4 separate regions of the Mus musculus genome follow, and regions 1, 2 and 3 are each linked to region 4. The links are chromatin contacts, called in public Hi-C and promoter capture Hi-C maps. All regions are on one chromosome and are shown on one strand. The core of a region is the stretch at or near the end of the contact, and the rest is flanking DNA. Distances in the headings are between cores, read along the strand shown.

The links. Promoter capture Hi-C pulls out the DNA fragments that hold promoters and counts their contacts. A called contact is a pair of places that touch in the nucleus more often than the background predicts.
Region 1: a promoter capture Hi-C map of hippocampal neurons shows a contact between it and region 4, with 4 times the contacts expected there. The contact joins two enhancer-like sites. A contact is called at or near these places in 1 of 39 promoter capture datasets (hippocampal neurons), 2 of 484 Hi-C or Micro-C datasets (both in cortical neurons) and 1 of 115 datasets of contacts at active chromatin or transcription factors (astrocytes).
Region 2: a contact with region 4 is called in a Hi-C map of neural progenitor cells, with 2.5 times the contacts expected there. The contact joins two enhancer-like sites. A contact is called at or near these places in 4 of 484 Hi-C or Micro-C datasets (Sertoli cells, cerebellar granule neurons, cerebellum and 1 more) and 1 of 115 datasets of contacts at active chromatin or transcription factors (astrocytes).
Region 3: a contact with region 4 is called in a Hi-C map of cerebral cortex, with 4 times the contacts expected there. The contact joins two enhancer-like sites. A contact is called at or near these places in 4 of 39 promoter capture datasets (cranial neural crest, frontonasal cranial neural crest, hippocampal neurons and 1 more), 10 of 484 Hi-C or Micro-C datasets (the HL-1 cell line, brain, cardiomyocytes and 7 more), 3 of 115 datasets of contacts at active chromatin or transcription factors (astrocytes, embryonic hindbrain and forebrain) and 1 of 9 other capture datasets (embryonic trunk).

Annotation. Positions count from the first base shown.
Region 1 is chr1:42,780,364-42,783,122 of GRCm38.p6, reverse strand. No RefSeq gene overlaps it. Among named protein-coding and RNA genes, the nearest start is that of Dalir, 31 kb to the right of the region's middle. Within about 2 kb of position 1,397, at least 9 of the 459 cell types and tissues checked have an H3K27ac peak or open chromatin away from gene starts, as enhancers often do. A contact at or near this core is called in hippocampal neurons, where this site is marked.
Region 2 is chr1:41,651,575-41,654,274 of GRCm38.p6, reverse strand. No RefSeq gene overlaps it. Among named protein-coding and RNA genes, the nearest start is that of Gm35935, 79 kb to the right of the region's middle. Within about 2 kb of position 1,429, at least 64 of the 459 cell types and tissues checked have an H3K27ac peak or open chromatin away from gene starts, as enhancers often do. A contact at or near this core is called in neural progenitor cells, where this site is marked.
Region 3 is chr1:41,273,311-41,276,010 of GRCm38.p6, reverse strand. No RefSeq gene overlaps it. Among named protein-coding and RNA genes, the nearest start is that of 4930448I06Rik, 93 kb to the right of the region's middle. RefSeq lists an enhancer at 1-1,535. Within about 2 kb of position 1,255, at least 11 of the 459 cell types and tissues checked have an H3K27ac peak or open chromatin away from gene starts, as enhancers often do. A contact at or near this core is called in cerebral cortex, where this site is marked.
Region 4 is chr1:42,228,506-42,231,205 of GRCm38.p6, reverse strand. No RefSeq gene overlaps it. Among named protein-coding and RNA genes, the nearest start is that of Gm28175, 28 kb to the left of the region's middle. Within about 2 kb of position 1,350, at least 34 of the 459 cell types and tissues checked have an H3K27ac peak or open chromatin away from gene starts, as enhancers often do. A contact at or near this core is called in cerebral cortex, hippocampal neurons and neural progenitor cells, where this site is marked.

The DNA of each region.
Region 1 (2,759 bases), core at 148-2,647, 550 kb before region 4:
GAAGATTAGCAGGGTAAGGATCAGACCTGGAACATTCCTTGAAACACTATGTCCGTCCCAAGACGAGATTTCTAGAGGCTTCTTTATAAGTTGACTCCTCCCACATATATGCCATAGTGTGTTGACCACTGACCCCGGTGCTCAGCTATGTGACCCACCCCCCCCCATTCAAAATGTGCTGCAGTAGGGAATTTCTATCACACTAACAGCCCTCCAGCGTCCAGTTAAAAGGAACTCTCACAGTTCCAAAAGCTCTCCTGACTGTCCTCAAGTGAGCTCTGTCTTGCTTTGGTGGCTTTTAACATGCATTTGTGTTATTATAGCAGTGTTTGATACTGGGTAACTTGTTTTAAAAAAAAAGAGACCTACTCAGTTTACACCTTTGAAGGGTGAAAGTCCACGATCAGGTGTTTCTATCTATTTGGCTGCTAGCAAATGCCCTGGCTTCGTTGGAATCTTGTAGAGAAAGGAAAAGGTACATGTGTGACCTTGCTTTATAGCAGCCTGCTTTCTAGAGAATTAACTCCCTCCTGGGATAACCAGTACTGCTTCACAGTGCTGCTGTGTCCTATCCTAACTGCCTCGCATTATAGGCTCCACTTGAGAGATTTATCATTGTGATTCTACAGTCCTACCCACCTAGCCCGCAGCACGTGGACCGTGGGGCATGCACTCTACACAAATGCAAGTCACTGCTGTCTTAAAAAAAAATCTGTTACTTTACCTAGGGCCGGATAAGCATCCGAGCTCCTTGCAGCCTGACACACAGGTTTGCCACTGGAGAAGCCAGGCTTCCCGACTAGCTCCTGCTAGCTCTGGCTTATACCCACCACCAAGGGTGCTCAGTGAACGTTTCCAGAAGAATTGATCGGAGTTTGGGTCTTATAGGAAGACAAGATAATCTGTGTTTCTGGCTTCTAGCTGAACTGTGCTCCATACTCGGGAGATGTGGTTTCAATTCTCTAGAGGTACAGAAAGAAAAATGACCCACCATGCGAGTTTCTAAACAAGAACCAGTTATGCACACAGAAATGCTGGGAGGCACAGCTCAGCTAATCTGCAGCCCTGAGGGTGAACCCAAATACGTAGCAGGTGCTTGGTTCCGTCTCCTGCTCCCTTCTGAGCTGTTGCCCCCTCAGCCTTAAGCTTCCTTTGGGGTTTTTGCCTACTTTAACTTTAAAGCCCCTGACTTAAGATATCTAGCCTACACCGAGAGTTTCCCATCAGCGCTAATGTGGGTGAGATTTATGCTTATTGAGTGCAGAGCCAAGATTTCAAACTTCTCTGTATCAGTCACAGCAGCCAGACCAGAATGGAGTCCAGAATTATGAGTTCAATCGCCATCCAACCAGTGAGCAGGCCTGGCAGGAGCCTTCTGCAGATGCCTTCCCTTCCCAGCGCTCTCCTGGCAGACAGCTTGGGAACACTGTGGGAGAAAGGCTGCAGTTTCCAGCAGACACTTCTCTCGTGGAAGATGGATGGCAACGTGGAATCATCCTAACAGCTATGGCAAGAGGAACTTCCTGTGTGCGTCTGACAGGACACACGCTGGGTTTATTCCATTTACACTCATCATTTCACCAAATCCTTATGTACCTCTATAAGGAGTGTGCTAAGGATCCTATACACTGTCACACAAAAGGAACGAAGGGCTGCTTTGGGAATCTCAGGAACATGAGTCGCACAACCCCTAAATGAGCCGGAAAACGTGCCTTTCCTCTGGCCCTAATATTAACTGTAACTATACCAGAAGCCAAAGCGAAGAGTTTGACATCTCGATTTCCTCACAAACAGTAATTGTTCTAAAGAAAGGGGCCAGGAGATGCTGTCTCTGTCTTCTGGGTTGCTGTAATCAGTCTGAGTTGAGGATGGTCTTTTCCCTATAATTGGGCAAGAAGCTAAGGAGTAAGTATTTGATAGAGGGCTATACTTGTCTGATTGACTTCAGGCACATCCAAACAGTCTACCAGGGTATCCCTCTAAGATATGTCTGCAAGAGCTGGAGAGCTGTATAAACGTTAAATCCTGGAAAAGTTATGCTAGCAGACTCTACCTCTCCTCAAGGGACACTATGTCAGATATCAACAATAAAATTATTAATGACGATCGCTTTTCACTTAAACCAAGTCACTTATACGGAATTGCACTTAGGTAGGTCTAAAAACAGGTTCAGAGTCTATCTCTCCTTGGAGGTGACTGGCGTGTCTTTTTCTCCATTCAAACTTAGAGAAAATGCCCAAGCTTAGAAGCAAACTTACTTCTCCAGGCTTATTGGAACTCAGAACACATCCCCTTGACAGACACAACAGGGATTAATGAGCCATGGCCAGAAGTTTGATTTTTCTGTCAAGTGCTCCCATCCGTTTTTAATAAACAGAAGAACAACAGCAACTTCACTGCCTGCTCCCCGTCGCATAAGTGGGGCTGCCTGCTCCTGGTAGCCTGAGTGGAGAGTGGCGTTCGGACGGTAAATGATGGACGAATGCGTTTATGAGCCCCTTCGGTCCGCTTCTCCTGTGGCTGGCTTTTCACCCAAGTTCCATTTCTCTGCCTCTATTCAATGTGGGCGGCCCAGAGCTTTGCCAAGGGAAATCGTCAAGTGCGATATCACATTTACAGCTAAACGGCTTCAATTTCGTGCCACTGGGGCACTATCTGTGGTGTAAAGCTGCCAAAATACCCACTGTTTTCCCGTTAAGCCACGCTGGGTGCTTTCACAGAAGCCCGCTTCCTGGGAGGACAAGAAGTTGAGCCAGAGT
Region 2 (2,700 bases), core at 180-2,679, 580 kb after region 4:
CTTTATTTTAAGTCATCTGTCTTGGGAATCTCAGATATTGTTTTATCCTTCCTTCCTAATATCTAATAAAATTTAATAACTGTTGAATGGTTATCGGGAAGTCATAAGACATCTCAGTCAGTCTTCTTCCTGAATAGAGGACAGTTGATAATCATATGATCTGTCTTTTCTTTTTAATTTTTGCCACGAAAGGTCTAAATAGACCATCGTGAATACATGGAATTAAGATCTTTTTGTCTTTTCGGGTGCCAATAGACCTGATAAAAATTAAATACATTAAGAGGGAACAAAAATTACCTTAACATTAATTTTAATTATTACTGGTCATTTCAGATTTTTTATTGCATTTCACTCACTTGGTGACTGTATTTTCTTATTTTTGGTACAAATGTAATCATTATTCTATTATCATATGAAGAACAGCAACTCACCTTTCCCTGTACAAATGATCTTTTTATTCTGCTTTTTACAGAAAGAATTATTTAGGGATCTGAAATTATCTGACACAAAATGTCTCCTTGGAATTTTTATAAAAAGTAAAAATATGTCTAAAATATTACAGTGTTTATATTCTATTTTACATGGCTAAGCTTTTTAGATATTCTCATGAAGGTGGAGCTTGATGCATTTTCTAATATCAATCATTGATAATTTTAATCTGACATATTATTAGTAGTTAAAACCTGATCCTTCTGCATTGAACAAGACCACAATTTCTATTGATTCACTAAAACTAACCAAATCTGCTAATACCTTCTCTGACAAATAACCTAATTTGTTGTGTATATATCTTGATACTCTCATAAAAAAAATTCAATAATGCTACTGGGACAGAAAGGAACTTTTAGAAAATAAACAACATCCCCGTGTACTGTTCCAGTTTCACCAAAGTGTTTGTGGCAAAGCTGTACTTGTTTGCTTATAGATCTCCCCCTCCTCGTCCACTTTCACTATCAGCTTTGAAAATTCAAAAAGCTCTGTTCCATGATCCCATATTGGCTAGGCTCCAAAGGAAAGCAATGTTTCACTTGTAAATACCCATGACATGACTCTGTCTGATAGGAAGACCTGCGAATCTCTGCTACATCCAGCAAGTCTGTGTTCTGTGCTTTCCAGACAAAAAATTTGTAATTCATATTTCCTTAGGCCAGAATTCTGAAATGAATGCCCAAAAGGGATGTTATTTGTATAAGAGGTACTTGCAAATATGCCGTCAGTTCTCCTTTGAGTAGGGCTCTTCTGTCTTAGACCAGACTCTTTGTCAAAGGGGACCCTGTCACTTGTCCTGGTAGTTAAAATGTAGAAACAAAATCTCTCCTTGGACTGAGTCTTCACATTTTGAAAAATTGCCACAGCGAATTCCCCAGCCTGCCAACTTGGCAGATCCTGAGCTTGAAGCTGGAGGCAAGCCAGGCATCAATGGCACATTCCAAACCCCTGAGTCAGCACCAGGGCTGCCATTTTCTGTCTCATGTGCAGGAAGGCATGCCACTCGTGTCGTGAGCCAAGCCCGCATCTCCATTGTGAAACCCAGACAACTTTCACATTGTGACTCTGTAACCTAGAAAAGGGAATACAGGAAATGGGTGAGTTTTAATCAGTTCTGATATGGGAGAACTCCTTAAGTTGGATGCATTTGAACTCCTCCGTTTTTCCAGAAAGTGAGCTAGAAGTCTGAATAATTTTTTTTTTTTGGCTTAAGTTGTAAAACACAGGTCCTGACCCCTTGTCGTCATTAAAGATCCCATGGGCTCTTTTCAAAGGACTAAGGGGGATTAACCTTTCTGTTCTGGCTAAATTCCTAATTGGATAATTACATTCTGCCTCCCTAAATTATCCCTGTAGCTCCAATTGGATATGGAATTTTCACTTCCTGTCATAAAAGGTTGTGGGGTGTTAGGACATTTCACCCTGGGGGTGATGCCAATTAAGTCGTTAGTGAGGTGAAATCTGTATGAGGTTTGTCTTTCTTTTTACCATCCCTTTCCCCACCTCCTTATTTGGAGTTTAAAATGTGTGGAAATCACTCAGTCATTCATAATGAAAGGGATGTCATACGTTAGCAATGCTGCTTATCGTCACCTTATTTCTAAGAATATAATAAAAGCAGTCAATAATTGATAAGCGTCTGCGGGAGCACTATCATTCCACTGAACAAAAGCATTGTTTGAGATGCTGCTGTCCAAACCCACGAGGAAAGGGTTTCTGAGGCAAGTTCACACACACGGGTATTTTTGTTCGCGAAGTCTGGGGCGGCTCCCGGAGACTGTTCAGAGCCTTTGTGGATTGTTGGCTCAGCATTCACTGAAACATTTAGGCCCAGGGCCAGGGCCAAGGGGAGCCAGTGTCTCTCCTGCATATGGATGTGGGCATTAACTGCATTAATGGTGGGTAGATTACACATGCTCTTGGTTTGGAAAGTAAAGGTCACACATCAGTCTCTTCAGCTGTATTTATCCACACTGAAAATCATGGCCCATAGAATCACCCTTGAACCTCAAAAGTAACACAGCCAGCAATACCCTATACTTACCCAGAGGTGAAGAAAAATTAACAGCCGGCTTGGACTCCTTATTTATTTATGCTTTTGCTGTTAGATTGGTCAAAAAGAGCTTTTGTGGATCAACTATAATCATGTGTATAGTTTGAAATAGGTTGTTTCACTCAAAGATACTACAATGGGTTTTCTAGTTCTATCAC
Region 3 (2,700 bases), core at 6-2,505, 960 kb after region 4:
CTTTTTACATAGGGACATCTTATCTCTCTTTCATTTCCCAGGCTGTGGCTTCTTTTCCATTCCCATGAAATCCATGTACACACTTTAGAAGCCCTCCTGAACAAGCTTGCTTCTAAGTTTCACAGAGCCCTTAGCACGATTTGAATACGAAAGAGATACTGAATAAAAAGCTTTAATCTCTTGTCTGCGCTCCTGCTTTCTCGCCTCCCTTCATCTCCTCCTCTTCCAAGGGCTTTTCTATGTGAGTAAACTGAACATTTTTCTGTTTAAAGTGAAGTGTAACGTTGAAGAAGATGCCTTCTGGAGGTTGGGATGGGGGGGGGGGTGCCTCTCCTGCAAATCTCTTCTGTCAGATTGGAGCTGCACTTGTGAGCCAGCCACGGTGCCTTCTGTTAAAGCTTTACAGGTACAAGATTAGCAAAGAGCTCTCAGTGAACAAAAATCACTCAATCCGCAGAATATACAGGGAGGTATCAGATGTGCCCTCCACCTCAAATGCTGTGGGGCTCTCTCCTCTGATACCTCTTCCCCTCGGTGAGTTGGAACTGCTTGAAAGGATTTTCTGTTCTCTGGTCTCTTGTCAATTTGAATGCCAGGAAATGAGCCCCCTTTGTAAGATTAATTAATAGCAGGAGCGGATCGGCCGAGCCCAATCGCCACTCAACGGAGCTGTAATTGCTACTTTGTGGAAAGGAAAGGGAAAAAAAAGTTTGGGTTGCCGTTTAAGAAGAGGGTTTAAGGAAAGTTCTTTGAACTAGAGGTCTCAGTGCACTGGATTAAGGCAAGAAGCAAGGAGGCCTTTGAAGTTTGCTAAGAGGTTTTGAAGGGGGGAAAAGTTGGGTGGCAAAGGAGAGCTGGCAACATCAAACGCTCACTCTGCTGGCTCCTCACCTGCTTGCTAGCCAGAGGGACCTGCTGCAGCACTGCCTGGCCGGCTGCGGACCAAGGCAAGGATGCTTGACTGGGGGGCAGCTTGGGTCCCTTGCTCGGGACAGGAGCTCAACTGCTTGACTGTTCTTGACAGTACACTCACTAGGAAGAAGCAGACAGGAGGCAAAGGATAGCCAACTCTGATTCCTCCGGCTTTTCAATACCACTCTCCGTCCTAGGATCTTCAAAGCCACTTACAAAACTTCCTCTGCTTATCACTTAGCAATAAGGTATTGATAAGAAAGTCTGGAGTTCCTGCAAGGCGCGGATCTGCCCCCTGTCTGGAAATAGGAATTAGCTTATGCCATGCATTCATTCGCAGCAGGGACAATGTCGCCCCCAAGGGGGTGAAACTAATTCTTGGGTGGGTAGGCTGGGGATAGTAAAACACAGTCTTAGATATTGTGACCATGGTGATTCCCAGAGGAATAAATACCACACAGCCACATCAACAGATAGACTAGAGTAGGAATAATGGAAACCCAAAGAATACTGCCAGTTTCCTTAAGAGTTTCAATTAAAATAAAACATACTGAAGATCACCCATGAAGGCAGAGTCTGTAATAAAATGTAGCATGACTTTCACTTCACATGGGCCATGAGCTGGCCATAGGTTAACTCAGTACATGTACCTCATATTTGATTACATATATATATATTTTTTCTGGAGATTTTCATTGAGATCCCTGGTAGACTTTAATTCTCATCTCTACAAATTATCTATATACTCAGATTTTAAGACTGCTTTTGTCTTGGAAAAAAAACCCATCAGATTCATTTGTTTGGATATATTTGGCTACCTTATGAAATATTTTATGCTTTAAATTCAGAACTTCCAAAATAACCTACAAGATTAAAATGGCTGCTGGTAGAGTGCTTGCCTAGCATATGTGCGGCCTTGCATTCCATCTTCAATCCTGCAATTAAAATAAATAAACTAAACATATATAATATATAAATTAAAAGATATAAAATATAATGTGACCTGAAAGATTTGTTATATTAGCGCAGTTTATCCTACCCATTCAAACTCTGTTGTTTAACTTGTCTTATTTATTACCTTAAGTTTTCATTTCAAGCAAAAATTTAGGAGTTTTGTTTGTTTTGGTTTGTTTGATACCATCAAAGTAATCCAGCAAACAACAAACTAAGCAAGCTTCGGGGTTACTCTGGTGTTTATTAGCTAATTGGGTGGTTTTAAACATTTTATTAATTTAAATTCAAGGATTTGGCTTTCATTTTTAAGACTTCACTACCAAGTGAAGTTGCAATTCAACAAAACGTGTACATTTTTGGTGGCATACTTCAATAGTGAGAAAATACTGAGTTTTTGTTTGGAATACATAATAATGCTGACTTGTCCTCCATTATAGTAATAAGGAGTACTTAAAAGATGGAGAATCAATCCAGCTGGGGGTGAATAAGCAGGATCCTTTAATCCATGTCTGGAGCACGCTTGCCAGTTAGAGATTTTAGTTCTCTCCTGGATGCGAGAAACTTCGGGGATGCTCACCCTTAAACTTTTCCCACCCAGCAATATGTGGCACAGTAGAAGGAAGCCTTCTCTCTCCCAGTGAATTCAGTCCACTGTACTCTGGAACAGCACAGGGGCCCAATAGAGTATCCTTCTCAGCAAAAGAGACCTGTGACATTTCCAGACTCCCCTCTTCATTGACTCTATCCCCACATCAGACTGTGACAGCAGCATGGCCTAGCCCAGCTCTCAGCCCACAGCGAGCAATCAATAAACAGTGTTGACTGAACTATGAC
Region 4 (2,700 bases), core at 101-2,600:
CATGAGAACACAGAAAAGAGGGAGGATACAAAAAGGGACTGACTATAGAGCATCTGTAAACCCAGATATGGAAGTGGGAAAAAACACGCTGTAGTGTACGAGGGGCATGAAAATAATTTATAATGGTAAGAAATAGTTACACTGAAAGGGTTGGAACGTCCATAGAACTCTGCTCATCTTTATGAAGTTTCCGTCTTTCCTCCCTTGGAATAGGTCACCTTATACTCTACTGGTGCGTTTCTTTGGCCACTTGTCAAAGCCATGTTGTGATGGAGGCTGGCTCGTCTCGCGCTTTGCCTGCATGGAGGGCGGGCGTCCGGCTGGAGCTGTGCACACACTCCCGCGCGCTCATGATGTCTTGCCTTGGGAACCGCCTTGGACAGAGAGCATTTGTTGATTGGCAAGATGGCTGGGTGCAAAGACTTTGCCAACCCATACCCCTCTTTTCTTTCCAAACTTGGCTCGAAGTTTCCTTTTTCCTGGAAGCTTCTACGTCTGCTCCCTCTCAATTTTCTCCGTTTGGTCCTTTGTGTACACATCTTACACCCGTGCGTCCACACTGCATGTGTTTTATGCTCGGAGTCCTCTTTCCATTTCAGCTTCAGCGACTTGACCAGACTTAAGCCTCTGCCAGGAGGGAGCCGTGTCTTCAGATTCTCCTCTTGCAGTAATATTCAGTGTCCTAAACACTTCTTCTACATTATTTACCAAACGTTTGTGGAGAGTGGTTGTGTGAGACAGAACTTTTCTTTAAAATCTTGCCTAAGCCATAAAAATTGTCCGTGCCTCATTTTATCAATATTAAGAGTAACCACAATGAAGCATTTTTAACTGTTCTATGAAAATTGATGGATAATTAATGGCAGCAATGCAAGATAGTGATTAAGAGGGCTGGCTTTGGAGCCAGGCTGCCTGGTTTGAATCCTGGATCCACTCTGACTAACTGTTCAGTAATTACAATGCTTGATATGTGTCGCTCCGTTTGGGGCATCTGTGGCAGTCTACGACTTTATCACCTGGACGCCATAGGCGATAGATGCTACACTCATTCCCGTTTTGCACACAGGCTAGGCAAAGTACTCACGTGGTGCTTGCTCTCTGTAGTCAACAACGACAAAGCTAAAACCATTCAATGATTTCAAGTTTTTGCTTAACAGCCAGAATTAGAAGAGACGGCTGCGATGTCTGGTTTCTGCAATCTCCCTCCACTTACCCTGCGTCTTCTGCTCCATGGAGCAACGCAAACCTGGCAGCCAGTGGATTCCGCCATGAGCACAGTTTACAGTGAGCGCAGAGATAAACAGAGTGAAGCCTGCCTGGCTTTCTCGCCAACCCTGCTTTCCCTGCGCGCCACATTCCTGTTACAACAACGTCGCAGCCAAGGGCCCATGAAAGGGTTTACCACTGAGATTGGCTGCCCCTCAAACTGTCAGAACCATTGCCAAGTGTTGCTGTCAAATAGTGGCACATCTCTTCCCTCTCAGAATTCTGAGATTCTCTACGGCTTGGGGAAAAAAAAAAAAAAAAAAGAGTCCATTTGTATGTGTGTGTTATTCGTGTTTCTCTCTGTGTGTTCGCAGGCAGTAGAGGTGACTCGTGTTTTGGTCTAATTTATCAGTGCTGATATCAGAGACTAAGCTCGTCTGAACACATACTCAGGAGTCTAGATTGCAGCGTGCAGCTACTGCATTTTGCAAATGCCAACACTGTATTTTCCACAGTTCAGAATTCTTGATGCACCTCTTTTGTAAATACTATACTTTTTTTAAAAAATTTAAATTTAAGGAACATATTTCACATCCATTATTGAAAACAATCATAAGAATATACTTTATTATTCCCAGCCCAATCTATTATTCTTTAAAATGTTTAAGATAACTGAAATTCTTAGGAACTAAAATAATTTAAGATTTTTCACGTACTAATTCTTTATAAACATTTGCTATTGACATTCCAAGACAGCTACAGAGGGACTAGAGAGCTTAAACCAAATGTGACACACACGGCATAAACACAACAATCAACTCTGATTATTTTTTATTTTTAACAAGAATATTTTTCTGGAATGATCAATTATACCCTTTGATTATCAAATACATACCATCCCGTTTGACATTGATAAAAGCTGAATGAAAAGCTAGCATACTATTGAAGCATACATAGCATCCCATATACATACATACAAACCCAGCCCTGGGATGACAGGTATGCATAACCATGCATAGCCTTTTGAAGACATGATGACAATGAAGCTGAGAGAAATGACCTCACGTGGCTTTGCCACATGTGGACATTTGTGTGTGTGTGTGTGTGTGTGTGTGTGTGTGTGTGTGTGTTTCTATGTCTGTATGTGTGTGTGTGTATTTGTATGCATATAAGTATTCCTTTTTATGGGCTTGTGTGTGTGTGCATATGTGTGTATATGTGTGTATGTGTATTTGTATGTATACAAGTATTCCTTTGTATGTGTGTGTGTGTATATATGCCTTTGTGTGCATGTGTGCATATGTATGTGTCTATGTATGTGTATGTATATTTGTGTGCATACAAGTATTCCTTTGTATGTGCTTATATGTGTATACATGCCTCTGTGTGTGTGTGTGTTCTGTAGTGTGCTTTTGGGGTGGGTGCATTTGTGTTTGTGATCACAAGGACAGAGGCCAGAGGAGGAGATGTGTGCCTTCTTCTATCAGTGAACAC